2 separate regions of the Cyprinus carpio genome follow, and region 1 is linked to region 2. A link is a contact called in public Hi-C data. All regions are on one chromosome and are shown on one strand. The core of a region is the stretch at or near the end of the contact, and the rest is flanking DNA. Distances in the headings are between cores, read along the strand shown.

Region 1 (2,820 bases), core at 156-2,655, 98 kb after region 2:
GCATATTGCATTTGAATAGTCTGTAGCCCCCTGCAGTTTGACCACATTATGAAAAAGTTCACGTAAGCACTTCTTTATGGAAACCGAGAGCAAGCACTACAGAATTCACCCAACACATCAGCCAAATTCCCAAGCAAATTAAGTGTGAATTGCTTGTTATTAATACAGATTTCATTTAATATTATACAAGACATCACATGATGAATTAAGACAAAATGGAATTACAGGAGTATCTTTGTTAGCCTCATGTTCTGCAAGGTTTATTTGTTCTCCGCAAACCCTCGTTATCCACCACCCACTCAGCAGCCCACACTCAAACACACATTCTCCCATGTACTCTCGATGTCCTGCAGGCTTAATCCTGGGTTGGCTCGGATTAGCAACTTCCCACGTTAGGCTAATTTAATCAGAAGACAGCCTCTAGAGAGAAGCAATGCACAGGGACTGTGTGGCACACTGACATTTCACCTGTATCCACTGTTTGACTGGTTGCAGTAATCTAATCAGTGATATGGAAGGTTATTTTGGCCCTCTGATTCCATCTGTGACGTAGGAAGCTCGGTCAACTCGTATCCAATCAGACTTTAAAAATAGAAGCCTACACTTCACAAGAATGCTATTATTTCCTGTCACTCTTTAAGCTGCAGTTCCCACGATTGGTGCTAATGCTATTGCTAATGTTCCTTTTTGCTTACTTCCTTATTTCCCTATCCTGTTCGAGTTCACCAGAGAGTTCAATTGTGTCGGTCAAGTAAAGCATTTACATGTGGGCCAATGTTTACTTTTACAACTTCCCACATAGTGACCGAAGGAATCAGCGTATGACCTCTATGAAGTGTTCTTGGAAAACGCTGGATTAATCCAAGTCTAAAACATTGCTGGTTTCCTAGACTGAAAGTAATCCTGCTCCTGAACGAGATTGCTCGGTTAAGCTTGACTTCTGAATACGGTCCTTATCTTGCTTAATTAGTGACTTTAGAAGTCAAGGCATCATTAAAAATGGTTGATAATTATTTAGGTTCAAGACTCAAGAGTTGGTGAGGTTTAGCATTAAAACAAGATGTGTTTTTCAAGGATATTAATCGTACCTAGTGTTACATACTGGAAAAATTTGTTTCAACATTCTTAAATTGCTTGATTTCAAAGGAAATGTCAATTGCTCATGCAAATTCATTCTTTTTTGTGCCTTTCAGTTCCTCATTAGTTGACAGTCAAACAGCTGCAAAAGTATTATGAAGCAAGAATTTGACAACGCACAAAACTGACAGAATCTGAAATGAATTACAATATATTTAGCATGAAATAAATATAACACAAGAAACAGTACATTTAGCACATATAAAATACCTGGATAAACCTATCCGTCTGCATTCCCAGTCATCTCAATGGCACTTGCTCGGCTGGTGTGAACCCCATAGAAGTATGCATGTGAAATCTGCCATCTTTGCTCATGAGCACTTATTATTGCACCCAGCCATGTGACTAATCACTTTAGAGCCACAGCAAAATGACGTGGCCACAGTGCTGTTTGGATGACAGATGTACACACTGTAAAATCCCAACCTGCTTACTGGCATTTTTCCAGTTGTGATGCCAAAAGCAGCAGATAGAAACAAAAAAGAGGTGTTAAATAAATCAGTCCATTTTACATGGTTACATTTTAATGGCCATCAATGAAAAAATATGGTGTAGTTACAAGCATCTACCAGCAGGGGCTAATGGACCATGCTAATCATAAAAATCATTACTTTGAGATGCTTTACGTCACGTTGCTTAACCAGGGGTTGAAACGACGTTAAGCATAGTGAGAAAAACCTAATAGTAGCTAACATCAGAGTATCCAATGTCCAGTGGGAGGAACAGCACTTTCCATTGAATCACGGAACAAACTCTCAACCTCTATATACTATTAATTTAACAACTCTTAATGCGAAGAGGCGAACAGAGACTGATGCAGTCCATGTTTAGTCATGTCAGCATTTAGCAGTTCAGGTTATTTGATATGCGCAGCCGTTCTAATTAATTAGTTGAAGAGGTCTATTTTTGTACTCTTGTTAACCTATCTGGCACTAAGAACGAGAATGTGTTTACACGCAATGCTATGTTAATGCTATGCTAAGGTTCCTGAGAACTTGCATTAAACTTTCTGAGGTGCATCACTTGTTGGTTGGGTTATGTTTGCAGTGCGTCAGCACACTGAAGGCTCATTAGGCGTCTTGTACACATATATTGCACACTGTCCATGAGGTGATCTTACTTAAATATCTTGATGCAAAACCACACCAGCAACCTTCTACTTATTACATGTAGAGGTTTCCCATAATCTGAGGCCTTGTGAATTCTAGGAGGTGATCTATTTGGGGTCCTGTCCTGGATTGAACCCAGCACCTTCTGCCCGTGTAATACCTTATCCGCATTCTGTAACTGCTGTGATAAAATGCATGTTACATAACACCATGGCTAAACAGCTAAGATGCACTGACCAGTCAGTGATAAGTGACATAGTAAAATATGTTCTGTTGATTCCCCAGTGCACAAGGGACCACTTTGCATCAAGTCACCCTAAAGCTGAAGCATCTGAAAGCTTTTACTAGCTCGAGTCGATAAAAGCTTGCTTTAGCTTGCACGTTGACTTTCTAGAATGATGACGAGCCGGGAGTTCCTGGGAGCATTGCTTCAGAGAGACTGTCATAGCATAACTTGGTGGAAGGGCAGCAAGGTGGTAGACATAAATAAGGTCACCGTCAAGCATTCGTTTCAGCATATAAGGCTAGGCTATTCGTTTGGATAGTGCAAAACTGCTGTCATTACTTGTCGTCA
Region 2 (3,242 bases), core at 17-2,516:
AGAGGTGCAAAGTGGCCTTAAATCAAAGAAGGTTTGATGGGAAATGCAGGGTGACACGCACGTTGACACTTTGGCACAACAACACCACCTCGTTTGCAAACCCTCCTGTATTGCCTAACAATCCCGAATTCATTTCTGATTCACTGCCATTGTTCTGTGCACAATAAGATAATACGCCTGAGTCAGCACCCTGAGCCTGTGCCAAACGTCTGCCGTGAATTTCATTTGCGCAACATAACAATTCCGCATCTTTGACCTGATATGGTGCTTCTCATGCATTTGGACTGTGCCAAGATTTGTAAAATGAACCGACTTCCTGTGCTACTTGTATAACTCTTTTGAGGAAATCACTAAGTAAGCATTTTTCAACTGGTGGGCCATGACCCAAAAATGGGTCACAGTTCGCGGAAAATACAAAATTCAACTAATCAGATAATTTTCATGATTTAACTTTTAAAAGAGATGACATGCTTCCTATGTATGACATCAAATCAACATAAAAATGACTGTATTCTGGTGCACAGTCAGCTTGCTGTAGCCAGATGCCAAAACAAAACAGGGCCTCATCACTGGAAACCATAAATATAATGCAAAATAAAATAAAATATGACCCCAAAGTGCATTAATTATGGGTTCAGATGTAAATGACACATCCCCTGTTATTTAATTAAATATTAAAATGTAACTGTAAATAAATATAAATTGTAATAATATAGATGTAATTCATAAAATATAATTTCAAATCAAAGAAGGTGGGCATTTACTATTCAAGCCGAACATTAATTCTTGCGTGACACATTTTAATGGTGAAATATTGCACGTTCTTATCAGTAGCTAAACATTTGATAGGTTTTTATGATAGAAAACTCAAAAGACAGATAGTAATATGCATACTGCTTGACTTTTTTTTTGTAAATTTTTGTCATTTTTCCATGTAATTAGTAATTTAATTAGTTTGGTTTGCCCCAGTGTTCAAGACAGTGTTATAGTCTTGATATAATCATCAACACATACTGTACTCTAAGTTCTCTGAGGACATTGCAGTGGCAAAAACACACCAGTAGGGGTCTCCCAGTGATCAGCTCACCTCTAGAGCCCGAGAAAAGGACTATGGCCTCTTGAGTAGAGTAGCTGATCCGGCAGAGGACAGCTGTCTAGGGCACGTTTTTCCCGTGGTAGGGCCTTCAAACCACCTCGGATACCTCGCACGGTAGCCCTCATTCCGGGAAAGACCGAACAGCTGCCCTCCCCCTTAACCCCCTTCACTGTGTACTAGTCATTCCTTCATCTAACCAATTCTGACAGAGGGGGGACCAGGAATACCAAGGCAAAAATGCTGGAAATACTATAAAAGAAAAAAAAAAACAATACCATGCAGAAAGGCTGGAAGAAAATGACGATACAAGTAAAAAAAGACGGTGCCTAAGAGGAGGAAAAAATGCAGAAGAGGGGGAAAGGGAGTTTGAAGTCATGGAACAAACGCTAGATCCCCATTCTGTGCCTCATGCAGCACTCAAGCTTGTTTTGTCATGCGCCGAAATGGACCCTCAGGTCATGCTGCATGCCTTCACAGCACACACACATGGGCTTTTGTCTGCAGATGGAAAACGGCATTAGTGCACTCACTATCTGGAAGGAGAGTTCATCGTGAACAATATATATTCACGAAGGCCAAGAGATGTATGCATTCAGAACATTCCTTTGATGTCAAGTGAGTTGTGAATCATTTCAAAACCAAGTATTGTGTTACGCCTCGAATGAACGTTTCACCTTGAACCAACTTTGTAAACAGAAAATGCAGAGATAATCCACAACCATAAAAGCACTTCAAACTAACAAAAAATTCACTTTTGCTACTGTGGTAAAGCATTTGTAAACTGCATCTATTAAGGGTTACTCAGACTTTTTCAAACCAAGGACCCGTTTTATAAGCTCAGATTGTTCATGCACTCTGAACCCCACACATAATCACACTCACAGTCACCTAAAGCATTGCAAATGACATAATCAAAGCAGTCTGCCCACACTGTCATTCAAAGCTTCCAAAAATTCCAAAATTTCCAAATGTTTATTCATTCACTCCCTACACAATCTTGTCATTTATCCTACTTTTTTTGTTTAAACTAAAGCTTCAAGTTTTTATTACTGAAAGTAATGCAGCATTTTATCTCAGAACTGACTGGTTTGGTTCAAGGCTTAAAAGTCTTTAATGAACTATTATTTAAATGTCTAGGGAAAAAATGAATGGGAAAATACTTTAGGAACACAGGTGGCAGAAAAAGAGTCTTTTTATTGTGAGATTTAAGCACCATGTGTCCTTATGCAAAAATTACTGGGTTTACCTTTAAAAATAGCATAAGATGTTAAGATTTGTGAACATTTGAATATTTCCTTCTCCCACTTGGAGTTTTTTCACTTGTTTCAAACATAAACCTCACTAAATATTATTCTCTAACAGCTATTTTTGCAACCTTGTTATTGCAATGATATAAATTCAGTTCTCACTGACATGCAGTACAACCTTAAAGCTCAAGGAATGCTGGGAATGTCTGTAATAATTTGTGTCTTGCCGGTGTTGGGTGTGAATGATTTTCCATCAAGAAATACTTAGGAATGGCCATATTTGGTATGCAAGGCTGGTGATTTCCAAACGGGATGTACAGAACCTTGAACACACTCTCTCTCTCACACACACACACACACACACACACACACTTAACTAACCTACACGCAGTTGGGCATGAGGTATAAGGGTTTGGCTCTGTGTGGGAGTCATTTGAACTCAGTCCACACAAGCTAGGGCAGGTGGTGTTGACAGAGGACATAATGACCCCTCTTTAGGCACAGGTGGCCTAGAGCAAGGCCTCTTCTCTCTGAGGTATCCTACAAAACAGAGGTGGAACATGCAGGCATTACTATTTCAAGCAAAGTACAGACCGCTCTAGGATGTTCCATACTGCCAGTAATCCATGCGGTGGGCAGGGTAGCCCACCAAAATTTTGTCCCCACATTCCTGCCTGTGAGTCAGTCAACATATAATTTAGACCTATAAGTCAGCAATGAGCATTCAACCAAAAGATTCAGTCATTATTTACTCACCCTCTTGTCGTTCCAAATCCTTACTGTTATAAACACACTGTTATTGTTTCCCTGTGGAACACAAAATACATTTTTTAAAGGAATCTTTAACTCCTATAGCTGATCGTACTTCTCTTTAATGGAACATTGACATTGTTGAACTT

Evidence for each region. Hi-C and Micro-C count contacts between places; a contact is called where the count stands out from the background.
Region 1: a contact with region 2 is called in a Hi-C map of skeletal muscle, with 7 times the contacts expected there. The contact joins the promoter of LOC109091618 here to the enhancer-like site in region 2. A contact is called at or near these places in 7 of 8 Hi-C or Micro-C datasets (liver, red blood cells and skeletal muscle).

The regions. Positions count from the first base shown.
Region 1 is chrB22:23,828,439-23,831,258 of ASM1834038v1, forward strand. LOC109091618 (midnolin-like) reads right to left here and starts at 1,406. Exons shown (of 8, transcript XM_042749482.1): 1 at 1,348-1,406.
Region 2 is chrB22:23,730,790-23,734,031 of ASM1834038v1, forward strand. No RefSeq gene overlaps it. Among protein-coding and RNA genes, the nearest start is that of LOC109059915, 13 kb to the left of the region's middle. Within about 2 kb of position 1,267, at least 3 of the 8 cell types and tissues checked have an H3K27ac peak or open chromatin away from gene starts, as enhancers often do. A contact at or near this core is called in skeletal muscle, where this site is marked.